3 separate regions of the Mus musculus genome follow, and all the other regions are linked to region 1. The links are chromatin contacts, called in public Hi-C and HiChIP or PLAC-seq maps. All regions are on one chromosome and are shown on one strand. Each heading gives the region's core, a stretch centred on a gene start, on an enhancer-like site or on the middle of the called end of the contact. The rest is flanking DNA. Distances are from core to core; before and after follow the strand shown.

Region 1 (3,388 bases), core at 366-2,865:
ACACGGTCAAAGATTGTGTCTCCAAGGCAAGTGAAATTACTGTATTTGCTCAGTTTTAAGGCTGCACTGATTTAATAGAAATTTTGGGAGGCTTGGTGGAAAAGATACAAGAGATTGTGAATCAAAAAAAAAAAAAAAAAAAGCAATGGTAATGCTATTTTACTTCCAAGGAACAGAGTGTCCCCTTCAAGCATGCATACAGGCTGCTTGCTTACCTCCTTCTTGTTAGATGAGTGAACTTTCAAGAGAGCAGTGAATACAAGAAGATCAGGGTGCCTAGAGACACTGCCCCTGTGGGACTCAGCCCAGCTCCCTAACAAGGAACAAAGCCTCATGTTAATGTGCTGAAAGGAACAGTGCAGAGAAGTGCAGGAGAAGTGCAGAGACTACGAAGGTTTCACAGTCCCAGGTGACCAACAAGTAGACTAAGAGCAGGTATGGTGATAATGTAGTCCATTAATCTCAGCACTCTGGAGACAGACGGAGGAGAATGAGAATTTGAGGTCAGCCTGGGCTGCATAAAAACACTGTCTCACTGTTGGAGCAGTGGCTCAAGTTAAGAACACTGCTGCTCTTGCAAAGGACCTGGCTTGGGTAAGCTACCCCGTGGTAGCTTACAGCTGTTCATAACACCAATTCCCAAGAGTCCTCCTGCCCTCCACAGGGACTCCTGTGATGTGCATACATATAGACAGACAAACAGACACTCATAAAAGTTCAAAAAAAAAAAAAGACGATTCTGTCTCCAAAACTATTTAGGGCAGGAAAGAGGAGGAACCACATATCTAGCGGGACCTAACAGCCATTTTGAAGTTCTTAGACACTAAAGCCTTGCCTTTGCTCTCCAGAGGTCAACCCATTTGTTCTGAACCCCCCATTTTGTTACTCATGTCCTTCATAGGAGTCCTCTGACCCATTCTAATCTCTCCAGTCCCAACTCTGACAACAGTGCTCCCTACTTCCCCGAATGGTCCTTCACTCATCCTTTCACAAAGTAAATGCACTGTCCTCCAACCACAGACTTCTTGCCAAATTCCTCCTGTCCTTGGGCACAAACAACCCAGAAGTGCTCTCAGATCCAGAACATTGTTGGGGAGTGGGAGGGGTGAGTAGAAGGGCTATTCACCCTCCTGAGCCTATGATGGGATGTCTGGGCAGCTACTTCAAAAACACCAGGGCCTGAGACCTGTTCCAGGGATGCCACCCAGACGGGACACTGCTCAAAGCCGCCTCCAGTCCTGGGAACAAAGGTGAGGAACTCTTGACAGGGAAACTTAGCCCTACTTACTGGGTATGAATGATACCACTGGTCAGCCCTAGCTGAGAGGGGGTCTGGGCTCTGTTTTGTTCTTCTCTGTTCTAATCTTGATACTTTGACTACATTCTCATTCCCTGTGGCTTAGGCTGTAATGGTGAGAAGCAACAGTCTTAAAAACCTCAGAGGAGCCAGCTCAGAAGAGCACCTTTGGCCCACCTCCCTCAGTGCTATAACTAATGGGGGTACTTTTGCTACCACCTCCTGGTGAAACTGCTCTGGCACACATTAGGAATTCTGTCTCTAGGTCCTGTGGACTCTGAGCTTCTTGGGGCTGTGCCCAGAGTCCACTTGATAGAGAGCTGGGGTTTTGGTTTTTTTCCTGTGGGGCAAACTTCTCTGGTTAGGACACAACTGTCAGGGCATGGCTTGGCAGAGCTTCCATGCCAAATAGGGGTATGTGTATGTGTGTGTGTTCTTTTGTCTGATTTCCCAAATTCCAGGCAGGAAAGCAAGCTTTCTGTCTCTACACAGCTCCAGATCCCCCTACCAACATTTGCATTCCCCGGGTATGAAAGGAGTTGGTAGCAGGCCCCATGGAGGACAAGGCTGTAATTCAGCCAGGCCCCAGTGACATCCCAACCGTGAGAGTGCAGCTGGGGCAGCTTACGAACAGCGCCCGGGTCCCAGGGGGAAGTCAGCCCTGTTCTCCAGCCCACAAGCGCCTATTGTTCACTTTCTTGTTTTTCTCCAAATGTTTAGATGTGCTCAGAGCACAGAGAAGCCTGAAAGCAAGACCATTGGCCAGGGCAAGCCTGAAGCAGGGAAACCCACCGCTGGAACTCTGGGGCCCCACACTCCCTCCTCAGCTCTTCCTACTCCCCCTGCCATGCGCCGGACTCCGGATCCAGGGGTGGTCTCTTCCTGGCCAGGGCTGTTCAGAGAGCAGTAGGCTTGGATTGTTCAGCAAGTAAAGTATGGAATCCAGCTCAGACTGGCTTGCTTGACAGTCAGGCACAACTGTCCACATTAACTTGAGGCTGTCCAACGTGAGGGCTGGGAGAGTCTGGGCAAGTGCCTTTCTGATTCCCCGCCACTGACCAAAGCTGCTGAAGACAGGAAATAGTCACTGAGTGTCTGTCGGGGCCCCTCTCTGCATCAAGATTGTGACTCTGAGGTTTGACCTTCAGGGTTTGACAACTGGCCGCAGCAGCGCTTATTGCGTATGCAGACTCAGGCAACCTCTCAGCCTCTCTGAGCCTCAGTTTCCCTTCTTGGTAAAATTTACTTACTCTGTCTGTAGAGAGAGCTATGGGGACACTCAGACTCTATAGGCTATTCTTCCGGTTACCATTGGTTACCATGACCCAGTTTGGAAGTTGCCCCAGCGCTGGGAACAGTCACTTGTGAACCTTGATGTCCACTGTGAGTCAGCACAGCTATGCAGGAGCAGTAGCGCCAGAGGAATGAAGGATGGAGTGCCTCTCGATACCAGGGTATAGAGAACATGCTGGAAAGCCAGCCTTCTCCCCTCCCTCTCTCCTCTGCCCCAGATCCCTTTCTCTTGGGAGTTCATATTACCTGCCCTCCCCCAGGCCTGGGATTGCAAGCTTCCCTGCGTCTCCAGGCCCTAACAGACCCAGAGAAAACCCTCAACCTGGAAAATGCCCCTCCCCTACCATCCTGGCAGACATTACTGGTCAGGGCCCTGAACAGGGATGCAGGTGGGCAGAGGGAATTCCTACATCAAGGTGGGAATCTGGGTTTGGGATCCTCAGTAGAGTTATAAACATTGGTAATAGTGAAGCTTTTGCAATGAAGAGAGATGGACAGAGCAGGCAGGAGGTCCCTAGTAAGACCAGAGGGCTGCAATAGCAAGGTCTGAGTTCTAGCCTTTTATGTCTGCGGACAGTGCACATGCCCACATAGGGGCTTGGGAGGCTCTGCCTTCTCAAGAGACAGGACTTTATAAGATCCCCCTTCAGACTCATTAATCCTTATAGGAATAAGCTCCAGGGAGCCTGCAGTGACAGGGCCATATGGCTTTCTTATCTCCCTTATCTGGCAGCACTCACCTTCCATTTGGAATGTTTATCCCAAGATAAAGATCAGATTCCACTTAGGGTGATTGAA
Region 2 (3,388 bases), core at 464-2,963, 460 kb before region 1:
GATGACAAATGAAACTCAAAATCTAAGTTTTACCATGGTACCTTTTAGTGACAAACATTTTTCTTGGTTTTAGGTTCATTGCTTTCTAGTATTGTTAAACTATATACATCTCTGGGTTTGTTTGCTCCTTCTTGGGGTAGCAGACATTTTGAATAATTACTTGGCAAACTTAAGGTGCTGGGATGCATTCTTGCTTAGAACTTAGAGGATGAGAACGAGAGAGGACATCATTCTTATCCAGTCGGTGCTGCCGAGGAGGATGGGAGTAGATGCTCTTGTCTAAAATGAAGCCTTGAAGAGAACAGATGTTTGTGGGCAGGACTCTGGCTCCCCAGCAGGGGAAAGAACTGGGTACTTGTCCACACTTTGCTGCTCTTAAGAGTTAGCCTGGTACTAGCAAGTCCCCCTGTTCCTCTTAAATACTTAGCTTGCCCATCTGTAATTCCAGGCCCAGCTGAATGCTCTCTAGTGTCTCTTACAGAGAAAACATCTCCTATTGTTTTCTTTGTGCTATGCCACGGGTTCACACACTCCAAGTCCCTGCTTGACAGATAATGGTGTGTGAGGAAATGATGCACAGAGCAGCCCTGAGAAACCCAAGTGGATTCTGACCACACTGATGTGCTAATCCCCAAAGAAGACGAAAATACAAAATGGGCCAGGGATTGAACATGAAAACGGTGACAGTGAGAAAAACATTGAAGCAGACAGCTGAAAGCTTCATTTCCTGGCACGTCTGCCATGAGAAACGCCAAGCCTGCCAAATCCTTCAGGCCGTCAAGGCCCCAAAACTTTGGCTAGCTCTCATTTTCAGCTTCCCACACCACATGCCCAAACCACACAGGAAAATTGTCTCTCTCCCTTCGTACTTGTGCCTTTTGGCTACCCGTCTGTTTATGCCAAGCCCTTGCCTCACCCCCTTCCTTCCAGCTGTCACTGTGTCCCAGCTGCTGCTTTCTGGGGGCTTCAGGGTGCAGCTGCAGTCTTCAGGGGAGGCACAGGCTGGTGAGGATAGTGGCAGGCGTTGGTGGTGTGTAACAGACTCTGGAACTGCAGCCATTTCTACCCGGTTTCTAGCTGGTCTGAACAGTGCTCTTGCTCCTTGGCAACCGTTAGCACTGATGGCTTTAATTTTTTCCCTTCTCCCTCCCTCTTAGGGAGTTTCCCCCCCACCCCCTGCACATTCTTTGGCATTATGGTCTGTGAACATCCTGTGGAAGATTTGGTTTGTCTTATTTTCTTTTGCCAGACTGTTCATCATCCTTTCTTCTTCCACGTAAAACATATTTATCTATTTCGAGACTTTAAGACCGATAACCAGATCTGCTGGCCTCTCACAAGTTTAGAAATTTCACCCTTCTCAGCCTTGACAGTCCATCCCAAGCCTCATGGCCTCCCAAGGCCCTGCACTCTCTAGGACATTTGTTGCCTGTCCAACCCCAGCTGCTGTGGGAGCCTTTGACCTCTGGCCTGTGAGGTTCTTCTGTGGAGCGTGTACCTCCTATTGGCTCTTATTGATGACCTCTAAGCAAAGAGGCACCTTCCCCTCCTTTTAGAGAATCCAGGAATCAGGAAATGTATCGGAAGAGTCTTGAGTGAATATGCGGAGAAGCCGAGTGTCACGAACGTTTTAAATTGTTCTGCTGTGCTTGGCCTGTGTCTGCCAGCTCAGTGTGGAAGGCAAAACCAAACAGAAGCCTCACACAGTCATTGTCTCCCATAGCCAGGCATTGTCTTTTGTTCAAGAATAGAGCTTTTGCAGGGACAATGGATTGTTCTTCTCTGCCACCCTTTCTGGAACCTCAGTGAGCCGCTGTACCCTGTACCTGCCAACTCCAACCCACTCTGGTTTCTAAGGGGAATTCCACAAAGTTTTCAGAATCTCATTCAGTGAAAAACAAACTCAGAGTATGTTTGTACTTGGGTTTCTCTAATGTTTCCTTATATCTGTGTGTATTTTGTATTTTACTTAAATCGTTAAAATATTGCTTGATGCTCAGTTGAAACAGACTAGTGTGGTTGGTAAAATCTTCACTTATAGATTTCATTTCCTTGTAATGTATTCTGTAATGTCTTCTTAGTCATTGGGAATATTGGCCCGTAGCCTCTCTTCTTTCATGTCTGCCTGTCCAGTTGGTTTGGCTATATTGTGTCTTGCACCCAATTATACTTTCTCTTGTTTATCTTTCCCCTCATTCTATAGTTTTGCATGGTGTGTAATGTGTGGACTCATAGATGACAGACTATTAAGAGCTGGAAGGACTTTTAGATCTTAGCTATCTGAACTCATTTCATGGATGAGAAAAAAAGGAAGCAAAGAAACAGAAGAGTTGAGTTAAGATCACACACTCGAAACAGCCTACGCTTGTGAGCTTCATGGCCATGCTCAAAGGCTTCCTCTGCTATTCCATCAGGTCTAATGTCTCAGGAAGTTTCCAAAGCACTGATAAGAGTTCCTCCAACCGATAGGAGGCCATCCTGTGGGAAAGGACACAGGCCTTGAAACCAGACAGATTTGGGCTTGAATATCGGGTCCTGCCACCTGCTGGCAGGGTGACTTGGGCAATTAAGACATGCTTAAAGGAATTTTGTTTCTTCCTCTGTATTCTAAGAGTATTAAAAACATTAATACTTTTTGAGCAACAGTAACTATGAAATGTTATAACCTATATAATATATCTCTTATACATATTCTGTTTAACAAATAATTGTGAGCATTTGCTGACCATTTAAATGATAACTTGAAGTAGGTATCTTATTATTAGGCAATTTGAGCCTCTTTTGCTCGGAGATGGTTTTCTAATTCAGGGTTAAAATATGAATGGAGTAAGTTGTCTGGAAATAAATTCCTGAAATTATTTATAGCATAACTATGCATGCATTTCCTGTTCTTTATGGCTTTCATATGGATTCAGCTGTAGTGCATCTTGTCCAAAAATTTTTGTACAAGTTAAACTCACCCCAAGAAGACATCTGAAGTATCTTTGGTTTTGTCTTCTCCTTTTTATTTGGCTACACATTAGTTTGTAAAGGTAGTATATAATTTGTGTAAAATATTTCATCCATACTTTTCATAATTTAGAGATGTAGTATTTTTCTGATATGTGTAGGACTGTGAAGGCTGGACCCAGTGTAAAATCATCTAGGCCTGTTTGGAGTGTAAGAAGTTATAATTTATCAAAAGGCATCCAAGACTGCTCTGTTAAAAGGAAACAGGACATAATTATTAAGCTTTATAGCAGTACTGATAGGGGAGGCTGAGTTGCAGAAACAAAGCTGTGAAATCAGCAGAGACCAAAAGCACAACAAGAAAGTTTTGAAGCTTCAGGGGATTTCGTGTGAGGACTTCTCAGATCGCCTGGACTATGTGTGGGCTGCCAGGATTGGA
Region 3 (3,388 bases), core at 505-3,004, 440 kb before region 1:
AGGCCAGACAAGGCAGCCAGAAGAAGATATTCCACATACAGGTAACAGCTTTTGGGATAGTCCCCAGTCCAATTGTTCAGGACCCACATAATGGTCAAGCTGCACACCGGCTACATATGTGCGGGACGGCCTGGGTCCCACCCACTGGACAGCCAGTGTATGCTCTTTTTGTGGTGGTTCAGAGAAGAGCTGGCATTTTAATTTCTGATTTACCAACATTTTCCTGGCACTGTCAGAAGTCACTCCTTAGTCCAACGTTGCAGTATAGCTTTTACAGAGCATAGATATGAGAGCCACTTGACAACAAGTGACTTGTTTAGGATTTCACAGCAAGCTAATTGCAGAGGCCCTGGGTTTCCTGCCTCTTGATCCCTGTTGCATGAATATAAAAGCACATATTATGTATTGCTTATTTATATGAATGCCCCAGAGCATTTCCTTTGCTTTAATGAAATTGTGAAAATTATTGCCCAGTAAGGGAATTGTTACAATAGAAAACAAATAAAGTGGGCATGAGGTTCCTAGTTTATTATTGTTTTCCGTCTGACCAATGAAGGCAGCTGTGGGTTCCTGGGCTTCTTGAACCTTGAGCACTATATTCATGTTATTCTACACAATGAAGTTCCCTGAAGTCCTTGAAAAACCACAAAAACAAAATTTAAAGTACAAAATGTTACTATTGATTAACTCAGACTGACTCTTGTTTGTTTACAAAGTTCCCAGGCCTCCATGGGGCAGGGAATTCCCTGTGGTGAGTTAGTAAGCATCCCTGTGGGAGCCAGCATGGCTTGGTGATATGTTTTGGATTTCTGAAAATGTCTTTCTGTTGGGTTGAGGAGGGGAAACAGCTTGTGGAACTGCTCTGGGTACTGCCAGCGGACTGCTTGGGAATGAAGAGTGCATTCCAGTAGTACGTTAGGGGGAGGTTAGCTGGTCAGGAAATATAACCCTTACCAAAGGTAATGGCTCCCACTAGCATTTTCAGTAAGGAGTACCAGATGTGAGTAGTTAATTATTCTCAGAGCTGATAAGTACCTGCCAGCCAAGGCTAATTTTATTTTCAGTAAACAGTGGCCAAAGGTCCTAGCTGTTCATTTGATAGGATAGGGCCTGTTTGCACTTATCTATTAATAAATGCACAACACTCCTTTCGTTTTCCTTTCCCAGGGCCAGATAAAACATTTCAGACACTCAAAGTATTTGTCTCAGTAAATCAGACAAAAGTAGACAAATCTGGTGATTAACTTGGTAAACAGAGAGTGGTTAAGTGTTACCTTTGGTGTTTAACCCAATGCCAAATAAATAATATTAATCACATGGCATTTTCAATAACCTTTATGAAGTAAGACAGAGAGGATTTTCCACCCCTTTTTTTTTTTTAACCACCAGGGGTATAAGTGTATCTCTTAAGTGCTTTCAGATGTCATTTTGTAGGGAGATTGTGAAAGTCAGTTTAAGATGAGATTTATTCTTATGTACCATGAGTAACTCATTGGGAATGTTGTATCAGTGAGCACTGTGTGGAAACCTGGAAAGCTCTATGGTTCATCCCAGAAGGAAGACTGGCGGTTCCTACGTAGAGATAATAGCCTTCTAAAGGTTTCATTTGGATGGAGTCCTTTTATACCAGTAAGAGGGGTAACAGAAATTCATTCCTGCCTAGATTTTCATCTTTGAGGCAAAGGATTCCGTTAAGTATTGAACTGTTTATTTTGTGATGTCCATGCTTGTCCTGTGAGAACTAGTGACAAGTGCAGTGCTTACTTGGTACTGGGTAACATAGCACTTTTACATCAAAGAATTTTCAATCACTCCAAGCCTAGACTAGATTTTCCTGGTGACCCAGTACTGCTATTTCCAGTTACCATTTCTATCATTAAACCTTCCTCTTTATTTTAGTCAAAATCTGCATGCTCTACCAAATTTAGTGTCTTTTTTGCATTGGCTTTGTATTTGCAAGTAGCTTATGAAATTCTTTTTAGTTTCCCATGATATGTAATAATCCTAGTTTACTAAACATTGAACATTTTAAAAAAAATAGCTGGCATGCCTTAGAGGAAAAAATGCCTTATCTGCACGTCTTCATTTAGAATAATTTCTATGTTAATATCTTATTCCATAAGAGTGTTCTGGCACAGGGCCATGACTATAGTGCCTGGTACCCAGTGGTAATATCACAGGAGTGATGGTTGATACTAACAGTGTGGAGGAGACAGTGCAAACCCAGAGTTAGAGATGTGTGTTATGTTGTCCAGTTCCTTTAATGACCTGCTGGGAGGCTGGGTGCATTTCTTGCACTCTTTTTTATGTTTTCTCTTGAATGGGAATCACCACCCTCCCTCTCACCATAGACTCTCAGTGGCTGTACTTTGACCACCTTAATGTTTGTGTCCCTCCTGTCCGTTCATGTTAGGACTTTCATCAGCCTGTGTGCCAGTCTTCCTGCCACCCGTCTTATTCCATTGCTATCCCTGTGTTGAGTTCAGATTCTTTTTTCCCAATCGCACATGTGCTGTCTTGACTTAAGGCCTCTGGTGGCTCCTGGTGAGCTCTGAGATGAAGTTACACTCGCTTTGGCTATTGGGATTCTAAGGATTTTCACCTTGTGTTGTCCTCACCTCTTCTTGGAGCCTTTGTTGTTGCCCCTAAACCCTGCTTTCTTTCTACATGCTTCTTTGCTTGAAAACACTTATTTAATAATAATAATAATAATAATAATATATGTATGTGTGTGTGTGTGTGTGTATATATATATATATATACATATATATATATATATCACCATGAAATCTTTTGTGACTCAAGTGAGATTGGTTACTGCCTCTTTGATTCCCATCCTGCAGTGTGCGTCCTTCTCAGTTACTGTAAAGCCACTGTATTTGCATTTGTCTTCCTCTCCCTAATCCGTTGCCTGAGGGAGTATATCTTGTACAGTTTTGCATTTCCGTGTTTGGATCAGTGGTTGATGCAGGGATCGGAGGAGGTTGTAGCATTTGCAGTGTGACTTCCCGCTCAGATATACTTCCTTTCCAGTGTTGGATTGAAATGGCTTAAGGAGAATTCAGATTAGGAATTGATGAGATAGGTAGACTAGATAGATCTTTACTTAATTGATGTGATTGGAGGGCCAGTAGGAAGGTTTCTAGTCCCCATACCCACCCATAGATTTCATAGTTTGTTTTGTGGTGAAACTTCCAAGTCTCTGTGTCAGCATGTCATTGTCATCTCTTTGTTAGAGAACTTCCTAATTTTCAGTGGCTCAGAAACAACTGATTGCCAAAGTTTGGGGAGTTGGGGAGAGCAAAGGACTGGTATGTGAGGATGTGTTCTCTCCCACAAATATAAGGTTCACTTTGGCTGTCGTTCTGTTCCGTTCAGATTCGGTCCC

The links. A called contact is a pair of places that touch in the nucleus more often than the background predicts. HiChIP or PLAC-seq counts read pairs in DNA pulled down with a chosen protein or histone mark.
Region 2: a contact with region 1 is called in an H3K27ac HiChIP or PLAC-seq map of stem cell-derived neural progenitor cells, with 13 times the contacts expected there. The contact joins two enhancer-like sites. A contact is called at or near these places in 9 of 484 Hi-C or Micro-C datasets (bone marrow-derived macrophages, brain, embryonic fibroblasts and 3 more), 4 of 115 datasets of contacts at active chromatin or transcription factors (differentiating embryonic stem cells, embryonic fibroblasts, large pre-B cells and 1 more) and 1 of 9 other capture datasets (embryonic stem cells).
Region 3: a Hi-C map of liver shows a contact between it and region 1, with 1.6 times the contacts expected there. The contact joins two enhancer-like sites. A contact is called at or near these places in 2 of 484 Hi-C or Micro-C datasets (the 3T3-L1 cell line and liver), 3 of 115 datasets of contacts at active chromatin or transcription factors (embryonic stem cells, large pre-B cells and stem cell-derived neural progenitor cells) and 1 of 9 other capture datasets (embryonic stem cells).

Annotation. Positions count from the first base shown.
Region 1 is chr12:79,968,461-79,971,848 of GRCm38.p6, forward strand. No RefSeq gene overlaps it. Among named protein-coding and RNA genes, the nearest start is that of 4933435C09Rik, 34 kb to the left of the region's middle. RefSeq lists an enhancer at 170-3,388. Within about 2 kb of position 1,616, at least 130 of the 459 cell types and tissues checked have an H3K27ac peak or open chromatin away from gene starts, as enhancers often do. A contact at or near this core is called in brain, liver, stem cell-derived neural progenitor cells and 1 more, where this site is marked.
Region 2 is chr12:79,510,953-79,514,340 of GRCm38.p6, forward strand. All of the region lies in intron 7 of Rad51b (RAD51 paralog B), which reads left to right. Among named protein-coding and RNA genes, the nearest start is that of Rad51b, 220 kb to the left of the region's middle. Within about 2 kb of position 1,714, at least 137 of the 459 cell types and tissues checked have an H3K27ac peak or open chromatin away from gene starts, as enhancers often do. A contact at or near this core is called in brain, stem cell-derived neural progenitor cells and stem cell-derived neural stem cells, where this site is marked.
Region 3 is chr12:79,531,152-79,534,539 of GRCm38.p6, forward strand. All of the region lies in intron 7 of Rad51b (RAD51 paralog B), which reads left to right. Among named protein-coding and RNA genes, the nearest start is that of Rad51b, 240 kb to the left of the region's middle. Within about 2 kb of position 1,755, at least 85 of the 459 cell types and tissues checked have an H3K27ac peak or open chromatin away from gene starts, as enhancers often do. A contact at or near this core is called in liver, where this site is marked.